Regions from separate parts of the Anas platyrhynchos genome. Here region 2 is linked to region 1. A link is a contact called in public Hi-C data. All regions are on one chromosome and are shown on one strand. Each heading gives the region's core, a stretch centred on a gene start, on an enhancer-like site or on the middle of the called end of the contact. The rest is flanking DNA. Distances are from core to core; before and after follow the strand shown. Region 1 overlaps LRRC1 (leucine rich repeat containing 1). Region 2 holds the start of LRRC1 (leucine rich repeat containing 1).

Evidence for each region. A called contact is a pair of places that touch in the nucleus more often than the background predicts.
Region 2: a contact with region 1 is called in a Hi-C map of F5 follicle, with 2.2 times the contacts expected there. The contact joins the promoter of LRRC1 here to the enhancer-like site in region 1. A contact is called at or near these places in 3 of 8 Hi-C or Micro-C datasets (F5 follicle, small yellow follicle and subcutaneous adipose tissue).

The regions. Positions count from the first base shown.
Region 1 is chr3:95,973,574-95,979,185 of IASCAAS_PekinDuck_T2T, forward strand. LRRC1 (leucine rich repeat containing 1) reads right to left here. Exons shown (of 14, transcript XM_027455099.3): 14 at 3,449-4,733. The coding sequence ends at 4,575. Among named protein-coding and RNA genes, the nearest start is that of MLIP, 30 kb to the left of the region's middle. Within about 2 kb of position 2,293, at least 3 of the 8 cell types and tissues checked have an H3K27ac peak or open chromatin away from gene starts, as enhancers often do. A contact at or near this core is called in F5 follicle and small yellow follicle, where this site is marked.
Region 2 is chr3:96,044,375-96,050,047 of IASCAAS_PekinDuck_T2T, forward strand. It overlaps LRRC1 (leucine rich repeat containing 1), which reads right to left and starts at 1,797. Exons shown (of 14, transcript XM_027455099.3): 1 at 1,321-1,797. The coding sequence starts at 1,479.

The sequences.
Region 1 (5,612 bases), core at 1,043-3,542:
ACATGTTTCTTGAAGGCCTCCAGGGATGGTGATTCAGTCGGGCACAGCACAGCCCAGCCACGCATGCTGAGCTCCTCAGAGCCCTCTGCCCTTGCTGAATCCAGCACTGGCCATCCTGTTAGCACAAGATCTGAATAAAAAGGGATAAAATGCATAGCGTCTCCAACACCTACCAGAAGAGCAGATAAGATGGCTCCTGTAAAGCAGCTCACAAAGCTGCCCTCAAACCAGGTGTGTGCTTTTCCGCTCCAAAAATCTCACATTTTTCATCACGCTGTTTCAAAGCTGAATATGTTCCTGAGCTCAGATTGAAAGAGGAAGGCGACATCCCGCTGAAAATGTCACAAACAGCTCAGGAGGAAGGGAACACCCAAAACATGTACTGATAGCCAACACCAGTCCCCTTTACCCATCTTCTCTGACCTCAGCCTAAGCATGGGAACCGACTCCTGTGTTTGACAGAAACCGAAGGTGGGAAACATTCTCATCAAGACAACTGAAAAATTGAAGTAATTTTATTTTCCATATGCAAGGCGAAGAAAGGCAGTGAGTTCTCCATTAACACAAGGTCTAGAGATTTATGATAAAGAGCACACGCCAGTCTCAGAGGGAGGTACGTCTTCACAGATAACCGTGTATTCAATTTTCAGGCTATATCAACTGACCATTAAAGTATATTAAAATAATTTACTTTACAAAAATTAAATTCCCAGTGTCATTACTCTCCTTCCAATGGCAGAATCTGTGAACACCAAGTAGTGAAATGTGTTAAGTAGCTGATCAGCTACAAATGGCTCGCCCAGCAGTGGTAAAGTACTGTTCCCATTAGACAAAAAACAGTCTGATCAGCTCGTCCTGGACACAGGCAAGTCATTTCCTGGAAAAAAACATCGGTATGCAAGTTTCCAGCACTCGCTTTACAACAATACACCAATTATCAAAAATATGGAATGCGAGCCAGAAAAATAATCGTGACATATAAATTATATGGAAACTGTGGAAAATGCCTGGGGCAAGAAAAAGGGGATGGAAAAATCTGTTGCTACACCAACTACTGCTTCTGCTTTCCTAAGCCTATGCAATTGTGCCTTTCAATAAAGTCAACTCGCGTGTAATAACTGACAGGTTAATATTAAACCCACTCCACCACTATGGTCAATTGGTTTTCCCTCGTTAACTGTTCGGCTAATAAAGCAGCATGCAAGTACTGCAGGATTCCTTCCCTTGCATAAACCAGCTCCCAAAAGAGTTGCAAAGCAATTTTAAAAAGCAGAAAAAGTTTAAGGGGAAAAAAAAAAAAAAAAAGTTATGCTTACAAAATTGTGTTCATTACTCAGGCTCCTCAAAGCATCAGAAAGATAAAGCCACAGACTGGGAAGGGAGAGCTCATGCTCTCAAGGACAGACAATTTCAGCATAATAAACAGCGCCAGCTTTTTCTGCCTATAAAACGCAGTTAAAATTGCCAGGACAAGTCTTATCAACACTGTGTAGAGTACAAAATGCCTTATAAAGTGGCACGCATACAGGCCATTCGAGAGATCAGAGGGACCACCACTGGTCTAGGCTACTGGTGTTTTGATCAGGTTGAGTGACAGGGAAGTCCCCCTTTTATGATAAAGCTGCTGTCACTCAAACGTTTAGGTTTTGGGGGAGAGAGAAGGTAGGGGACAGTTAGAGGATGGTGCCTCAGTGGACATCAACTCCTTTAACCTCTAGCCAAACAACTGTTGAATTATATTCGGAGCTCATTTTACTCTTTCTTACAAATCAGTGGAGGCAAACACCTTCAACAAGAAGTTCACATCACCTGTCTTAGGCTTGGATGACCACAGGGACACTAGACTAGCCAGCCAGCTTCTGGCAACAGGTTTGGATTTCCCATTCGCTGCTGTCCTTTCACATGTAGCTTACACGCCAGAGAAACCAAAACTAATATTCCTCCCACTACTCAAAAAGATTCCAGAGCAATTACTTATGTCAAAGCTGACGCAGCAAGTGCTGCCTGCCTTCTGGCTAGCTTTTGGATTGCAGCACAGTCTCCACAAGCCTGCCAGGGTCTACAGAAAGAAACTGCCTACTAGAAGAGTTCAGCTGGAAGGAGCCTTCAGAGATCAGCTAATCCAACTGCCTCATTTCTACACTCTAAGGTCTCCTCAGAGGGACCAAAAAGCTCATTTTTAGAATAGAATAATGATAAGGTGCTTTGTCATTAAGCTATTGCAAGGTTTACAGATTATTCCGACTTCGGCAGGAGGGAGTAGGTACACACAAGCTGTTAATTATTTTCATCTGACAGTGCATTAGGCAAGGCCCAAATCCAAGCTTTACACATTCATTTCATCTTGCTGATTGAGCTCTCTTGTTTATATCTGGAGCAGACGCTAAAAAACAAAACAAACCACAGCCTCTAAATGAAAAACATTATAGCTGTCACCACAGAGTACACAGTCTTGTTGCCTTTGTCTCTGGTCTGTCTTTTTTTAGGAACTAATTTCCCTCTCATTTAAATGGATTTGCTGAGGTTTACTTGGACTCTCCTTACAGTTTCCTATCCTTTTTAAGCTTTTGGATGTGCCAATTCCAGTAACTACTTTAAAAGGAAAGTTCTACTCAAAGTTGGAGTCAACTGTACCAAACCCTCATTTTCTTTCTCATTTTCCTTTAATAGCAGCTTACCAAGAACAAGTGGCAGAACTCTGCCTTGGGAAGAACGAAATTGCACTGTCCCTGCCTGAACTAACCTAACACCTATCAAACCACAGCAGCTCCTGCCAAAAGCTCAAGCCTCAAAGTGTAAATGAGGAATGACTGAGGTGAGAAGAAATAATGAAAAATCTAATATATTTTGCCAGTTTAGATTTGAATATTTGGAGATGGCTTGCAATACCTTGATACCCTGCTTGATTTCAAAAAGAAAGTAATGATGTTTGTAAAAGCCTCAACTTAAAAGTTATGAAGTTAAATTACAAAAATTATCAAACACTACAGGTTGTTAATTTTAACACAGAAGTTATCGTGACTCCCTCGATTTCCTCCTTTCCCATCTTCTCCCCAAAACTCTATGCAACCAACACTTGCTAGAAGAAATGTCTGGCAGAAGAAGGGATGCGGCTAGCCATACATGCAGATGTTGTCCTGTCTTCCATTTTGTTGAAATTTGGGTTCGTTGCATTAGTTCACACAAAACACGTCAAATCTTTGCTCTGAACTCAGACTGCTCAAGTTCCCATGATGAACAAGTCAGAGATCTTTGTTAGTTCACGGCACACACAGAACCCCATAGACACCAAAAATCAGTCTTTATCAGCCTTTTGTAAAATTGTTATTTACTGAATCAGCTCAGTTCATACTTACCTTTGTAAACAAACCAGAACCCACAGATATAATAAGACCTTGAAATCAGCATTGGACCACTCTAAGTGCAACACAGTAACAATGATTGTAAATTCTAGTATTAATCCATACATACTTTAATTGCTGTTTTAATGATACAATAAATATACCGAAGCTTTTAAAGATTTTTTTATTATGGTTTTATATAAGTATATAAAACCACCAAAGCACTTTAAAGAATCATGCTTTCTTGCGTAATACATAAAACTAGTTTCATACTGTGCTTCTGAAAGTCTATCGTGCTGTTTTTCAAGTTATTTTACAGATGGCACGTTTAAAAACAACAATGGAAGCATGAATTTCTAGTGACTGCAATGCAACATTGCATCCAAAACAAGATGTTTCCTTACAACTAAGTTAAAGTGTGAGTGCATTATGTAATAAACAATAGCAGTTTGGTCATTTTAATCTTAATTCCGTACACAACAAAACTAACATTTGTGTTTCACGAACTAAAATCCCATGACATAAACGTAAATTCTGTTTTGTAAAAATCTCAACAAATTACTGTCTGAAAAGAAAAACGTATCTAAAACAGAAGACCAAGTTCAGATCTACTCACTTTCTTCAAGGATTTCTATATTTAAGACTAGTATGACATATAAGACACAATAAGGCACAATGGGTGGTACAAACAAATGAGTACAGTTGTCCATGAAACTTGTTCTCTTCCACAAATACTAAAATATGTACCGCTCAAGATAAATTTTCTCTTAAAAATGAAATACATCGTTTTGTTATGAAAGTCCTATACAAAATTTTAAAATTTACACCATCTGAGCTGCCAAAAAAATAAAAAAAATTGTATCTTTTCCACAAAACTAAATTTCTCACCAGCACATCCAGCCACTGGGAAAAAGATATCCCAGCACTCTGGAAATGAAGAGCATTATTTCCCCTGTGTTTAAGACAAAAATATTGTATTCTGCATACAGTAGTGTATTATACTTTAAAAAGCGTAGTACTATTAAAATTACAATATTGATTTGGAAATTATTGGTTCACTGCCTGGATGAAATAAGGCACTTTCTTCCAGTGGGCAGCACTTTTCACATATATGGAGATGATGAATCAGGTTCTGGTTAAAAACAAAAAAGGGGTTCAGTGAGGTCCCAGGAGACGACAGGAACGTTTCAACAGCAGGGGAAGACACAGGAGGTAAAACCTGGAGATGAAATTCTACACAGAAGTGGTCACTCTGTCAATGGCATTATTGACCTCGTTTTTGTTTGAATCCAGTCCTTTAGCAGCATTCATATCATTCCGTAAATTCTCCACTGTCTTTTTCATGTTCTTTAATTCTCCAGGGTGTGGAGTGGCTCGCCTTAGAAGTGTTCTCTAAAAATAAACAGTGCAATAAGTGGTTTTGCCTTTGTCTCTTTGAAAAACAACATACACTTTCAAGGCTTTAGCATTTACATACCAAATATTAGCTATCGATTTAAAAAAAAAAAAATCCCCCCCTTTTCCTTTTCAAACTACTAAGCTTAATTTTTAAAGTTTTTATCATAGCTGCTTGTTTATGAAGACAGCGAAAGAGGTTTTAAGAACTGTCTAGGAGCAAATATTTTCTCCTCTTGACCTACAAATCTGAAAGCCACTCAAATGAAGTACAAGTTCCCGAAATTAAGACTTTCTTTAACATAGTCGGGATTTTTTTTTCTCAAAACCATCCAAGTGATTTAAGATTAAAAAAAAAAAAAAAAAAAAAAAAAAAAGATTTAGCTGGTTTTGAAAGAATCCAAAGAATCCAACAAGATCTCTTTACAGTGTCAATTACACGTTTGCATGGATATCTGTATGCTTTGCAGTCAGTTTGGTTCTCTTATCAATTGAAAACAAGTATCTTGAAAGCAAGAAGAGGGAACATTTTTCTTGCATCTTAGACAGACTATTTAACATCACTGTGCTGACACTTGCAAAGAAAACCAAAGTTACAAAAACTTCAGTTGGAGTCCAGATTAGGGACCCACAGGACACCAGCAATAATTGTACCATATGCATCAGCATAATAGATATATAAATGCAATCACTTTTCTGTGGCATATATGTAAACTATGTACACTGGAACTGGTAAGCCACCTATAAATGGATGGATTGGTCAGGACTTAATTATAAATCCCACCTCCCTCAAAAAGGAACATAACCCTCTTTTTCTCAAAAAAATATTCTTGCCTCAGGTCAGGCTGTAATACCATGACTGAAAGCAGTTATCAT
Region 2 (5,673 bases), core at 547-3,046, 70 kb after region 1:
TGTATGTAATACCACCACCAACAGACATATCCGCATTCATCATTTACATTTGTACACAGCCACCAGTTTGGGGGGCTTGGTTTCTTTTTCAAAGGGAGAGCCATGGTTCACAGTGGGATTGAAACCACACACATTCAGTACTCCTATAATAAAAAGGGTACAAGCTTGAAAGCCAGCACTATGAAAAAAGTCCAGTACACAAAAAAAAAAAAAAAAAAAAAAAAAGGCTCATGCGCCTAGCCTGTGCACAAAGCCAGCAGAAATTGCTGGAAGTAAAAATAGCACCCACACTGAGGCTATGTAAACCAGTTTTGCTCTACTTCAGAAGGATAAAGAGCCCAGTCACAACAAGGCACAAACCTGTTTCTGGGTTTTTCAGAAGAAAAAGCCAAATACATAATAAGTCATTTCAACTAAACATCTTTACTGCTGCCTGCGCAAGGACTTCTTCCTCATACTTACTCTCCTTACGTGAGAAGAAGTTTACGTAAGAGTAATGAGTGTGGAAAAAAGAAAAAAAAAAGTAATGCTGTTTAAGTTTTAGCGTGAACAGACCAACTTTGGTTCAGGCAGAAACAAGGGTGCTTTTGAGCGTGTTTCTGGCTACCAAGTTCGGCTGCTCAGCTTCCACGGCAGGGCGAGTTTCACACTCCGAGGTCCAGCTTCTCGATAACGCTTCCCCTCTCGTGTTACCAGCCACAGGCTTGCGAGGAGCCTGAAGTTTCAAGAGGAAGCTCTGAAAAATGCCCTTGGTTTACCAAGCCCAGCGTGGATCGCGCTGTGTGGCGGCCGGGTGGCCGAGTATCGCGCTGAGGTATCCTGCCATAAAGTTTCTCCAGCAAAGCCACCAGGTGCCAGCCTGCACGTCCCAAGCGCCGTGAAGCTGGGCTGAGAGAAGCGTTGCTTTTTATTATCAGAAAGCTGCATAAACAGGAATCTGGATGGGTTTTGTGGTGGTTTTTTTTTTTTTTTTGGAGGAAGCGAGGCGCTGACAAGCAAAGGGGGGCTGTGGCGATGGGAAGGCAGAGGCGCAAGGTAGTTTCAGGGAGTCGTGCAGAGGGACGTGCACGGTGCTGGCTGCCGAAGGGGGTGTTTTACAGCGGGGAGGGCTACGCTGCCTCCATTCCCCTCCTTTATGGGGTCGGGGTGAAAGGATCCGCTTGGGCTGGGGCGGGCCGGGCCGAGCCGAGCGGCAACCGGCGTGAAATGGCCGCGCTGCCCCCTCCCGCCCCGCGCTGCCCCCGGGCACCTGCCCGCACCCCCAAAGCCCCGAACACCCCCGGGGGGATTACCGGGGGGTCGTCTGCTCGCCCCGCTCACCTTGGGCAGCTCCCGGAGCTGGTTGGCGTCCAGCAGCAGCTCCTCCAGGCTGCGGCTGTAGCGGTAGATCTCCTCGGGCACGGCGGCCAGCGAGCAGTGCCGCTTGTCGATGGACTCCACATGGCGGTTGCAGCGCCACAGGGGGATGCAGTGAAACATCGCCGCGACGCCCCGCCGGGGGGGAGGCGGCGGGCAAGCCGCATCCAGCGGCCAGCAGCGGGGCCCCCGGGGCGAGCGAGGCGGCCGCCGGAGGCTGGCAGAAAGGGGACGGCCGAGAGAGCCGCGGAGCAGGGAGCGAGGAGCCGGGAGCGGCCGCCCCCCCCTCAGTGCTCGGCGCCGGGCCGCTGCCGTCCCCGCAGGGGCATCGCGGGGCGCCGGGCGCAGCGCTGCTGGCGGCCGCCGCGCATTCCCGCGCCTGACCCGGAACACGGCGGCCGCTCCCCCTCCTTCCCTGCCTGCCCTCCCTCCTGCTCTCCCTTCCCTCCCTCTTCCCTCCCTCCCCCGTCCCGCCTGACATCAGCGGGGCCCGCCCCGGGGCCGCGCCGTGCTGCCGGGGGGGTCCCCAGCCCGCCCTGCCCTGCCCGGGGGTCGCGGTCGCGTTTGGCTTTTCCCCGGTGGTTGGGTGCCGGGCAGGGTGACTGCAGGGACGGGACAATGCTGCTGTGGCAGACCGTGCCATTAATATCCATATATCTATATCTATCTGAATGCTGTTATCCTCAGGGCTTCCTGAAAGCGCTACCTGAGAGGAAGGTGTGGGGAGCCGGGGGTCTCCTCTCCTCACAGGTAACCAGCGACAGGACCAGAGGGAATGGCCTCAAGTTGCACCAGGGGAGGTTTAGGTGGGAAATGAGGAGACATTTCTGCTCAGAAAGAGCAGGCAGGCACTGGGACGGGTTGCCCAGGGAGGTGGTGGAGTCACCGTCCCTGGGGGTGTTCGAGGAAAGGTTGGACCTGGTGCTTAGGGACATGGCTTAGTGGGTGACATTGGTCATAAGGGGATGGTTTGACCAGATGATCTTGGAGATCTTCTCCATCCTCTATGATGCTGTGATTCTAAAATCCCCTTCCCAAACCCTCAGCCCACATCCAGAGCATCCCCGCCAGTTGGCTGCCCAGCGCTGGTCTGGGGAACCACATGGGGACATACAACACGCTCAGAAACAGGCATTTGACGTCAGAGTTTCTCTGAAATGCTCCGATTTTCTTGCCTAATTATCACTGCGTGCAGATACAGGAATGGGGCAAAGGGGGAAGTTCATCACAGCAGCCTCTGCCCCTGCATGCTGCTGAGAATACCCAGTCATAAAAGGGCAATTTTCTTCTTACCGGATAAATCTTGCGAGATAAACTTGGGTAATTTCTGTGGGAATCGCAGGGGTCTGCACACTTTTAGTTGTTAAAAGGACATTTTAGGACTGTGGACTGCTATACAGATTGCTAAGAAACTTTTTAAAAGTTACCACTGATATGCATTATTGTATAATAACACATTTCACACATATGTACCTTAAGGAGCTGTCAGAAGCAAGAATTTCTTCAACCAATACATTCAGTAATTAAAAAAAAAAAATCCATGGAAACTCCCAAAATCTAAATAAAGTATGTAAAGAAATCTGCTAATCTGTGTCCACGTGTGCTTATAAATAACAATAAATCTATGTCCACGTGTGCTTGTAAATAGGGTGGGTGTGCACCAGCATTCTCAGGCTGTCCCAACCCCTGGCCATGAGATTAGATAACCACGGGGCATAGAAGACAGGAGAAAATCAAACAAACGTGTTGAGCACCAGCGCAGGGCCTGGCAAAAGCAGGGATCCAGGACTCTGTCCCCAAGATCTCAGAGGTGGAAGGAAGAACAGCCAGCTGTAGTACTAAGAGGGTCTTGGTGGTCAGTTGGGCACTACCAACCTAAATGCAGTGACCATGGAGGCTCCTCGGTGACTCTCTCTCTGGGAAACCCTTCAAAGAAGCAGGACAAAGTGGAAGCCGTGCAGCAGAGGACTTGACCAAAAGAAAATGCCCCTCCTCTGGGAATCACTGCAGGAGTGCGGAGCTGGTGGGTACAGAAGCCGACACGAGGACAGAATGGTTGTCCCTGGGGCTTGTAAAGGGCTTGATCCTTTCTGGTGTGACATGGACACACAGTTTGGCATGAAGTGTCACTGATGCTGTCATGTGTCTCATGACTGGGTCTCACTGTGACAAGTCTGGACAGTAACAGGAGGGTGACAGTGACTGTGGGGTGAGCCTGGGTACTTCACTGAAGAATTAAGCAAAGTGTTTGCATGCTTCTCATGAGTGTCAGGCAGTCCAGGGGACAGCGTGATGACAAAATGCCTCAATATTGTTAAGCTCTCCCTTCACCATATAATACTTAGGAGCTTTGGACATCACATTTGGACCAGTGGCCCTGAAGATATAGCCTGTGGCTAAACTCATGGTATGGAAACAGGCATCAAGGAGGCTGAGAGGCAAACCAGCACCTTTGTTGAGGAAACACTATTCTCATAGCTGAAAGCATCATCCTGAACTTCAGCTTGTAAATAAACCCGTCCAGCTTTGGGAGGTGTAATGAGTTACTAGTCTCTATTGTCCTTTTGTGCTGAGAAATAGCAGCAATAAAAAACCCTTCCCTAAAACGAGGCCAATTCTCTATCCCCTTTGCCCAGAAGAAAAGCAACCTCATGTTGGGGTAAGTATTTGTGTGAGACGTCTTTGAAAAGGGGTGAGAAAGGAAAATGGTGATCTAATAAGGAGACTCATTAGCAGCACTTGGGAGAACCTACGTGCCTCCGTGAGCAAGCAGCAGGGGACAGCAGGTTGCCAGGATTTGTATGTGCACGTATCTGACAAACTTCTTACTTGGGGCAATTGTCCCCCCTAGGGCTCAGAGAAGTATTGCCCTCTCTGATAGCAGCAATCCTGCTGGTTTACACAGATCCATGGCAAGCCAAGGTGTGGCTCGCCTACAGAAGGAAGTGAGGGCTGTTGCTCTCCCAGTTCTGCAGGGGATTACCTGGCTCCAGACTGCCATTTGATAGCCATTCAGTTTGTTGTATTTTCACTTTTATTCTGACCTTTTTATGGAAGTCTTTTCATCTTTCTTTCTTTTTTTCCCTTCCTTCCTTCCTTCCTTCCTTCCTTCCTTCCTTCCTTCCTTCCTTCCTTCCTTCCTTCCTTCCTTCCTTCCTTCCTTCCTTCCTTCCTTCCTTCCTTCCTTCTCTTCCTTCGCTCTCTCTCTCTCTCTCTTCCTAGTGCTTCTCCAAGTACTTCAGTGCTCTTGTATACTGGTTGGCTTAATTTCAGTTCCTTGGGACAAACAGGCTTTATTTTACAACTCTCCCAACAACGCCCAGAGCCTGTATGAAATTTGTAAGAGAGGTAATCCCATTGCCTCCTTTGCTAGAGAAATTAACATCAGGAGCAGCTTCATGGATCGTTCTTGGCAGGCTGCTTTATTCAGCCTCAGGTGGACGCAGTCAGGTTTCTCTGAACTCAGCTTCAGAGGGGAATAGATGAAGTCTGCTCTCACCATGGTGCCACAGTTCACATCTCTTTCTGGCTGGGCAACCCACATCAGGCTTTGTGTCATTCACCATTGCTCTGTTAAACACTGTTAAGGTATAAACACAGGAGAATTTGTTATCAAACACATCCTTCTTTTAAGGAAGATTGATTCCTGAGAGCTGGTTGCACCCCCAGATATTCACAGCCCAGGTACAAGAGCAATCTCTCTGTGCAGGACTGCTGGCAGGGTTGTGTTGGATCACCCCACTCACTGCTGGGAATGGCAGTGGGGTATCAGCTTCACGTACAGTCACATCATAATTTAAATTTGGGAGAAAGGTCGTGACCGAAAACTTAATGCCTTCGACTATCAAACTGCCATCCTTCAGCCACTTCCAGATTGGTCTGGGTACAGAGGCAAGAACATCAGTGTTGAAAATCAGTGTTTCTCTTTCTAGACGCTGTCCTTCTATGTGCTCTTCAAGAAAAAAATACTTTTATGTGAGCTTTAAGGCTCTCAGACAATGAAATGTAAAATATAGATTAGGTTATGCCAACCTCAGGGAGAATTCCCCAAAGTTATTATTCAAAAGAAGCGAGAGCAAGGTCAGGCTGCAGATACTCCCTCCTCAGCACTGATCAGGCAGAAAGATCTCTGGTTTTTCTAAAGAAACACCCCATTTGTTTGCAGCACAAGCAGGCAGCATCACGTTTTGAGATACTTACAAAAGGCCATAAAGCACAGATACCCAGGAGTTGGGGTGAGTGTGGAGGAGGTGAGTGCTGCTCCAGTGGAGACAGGAATATTCAGTTAGAAATTAGCAGTAAGGAGCACTCTGGCGT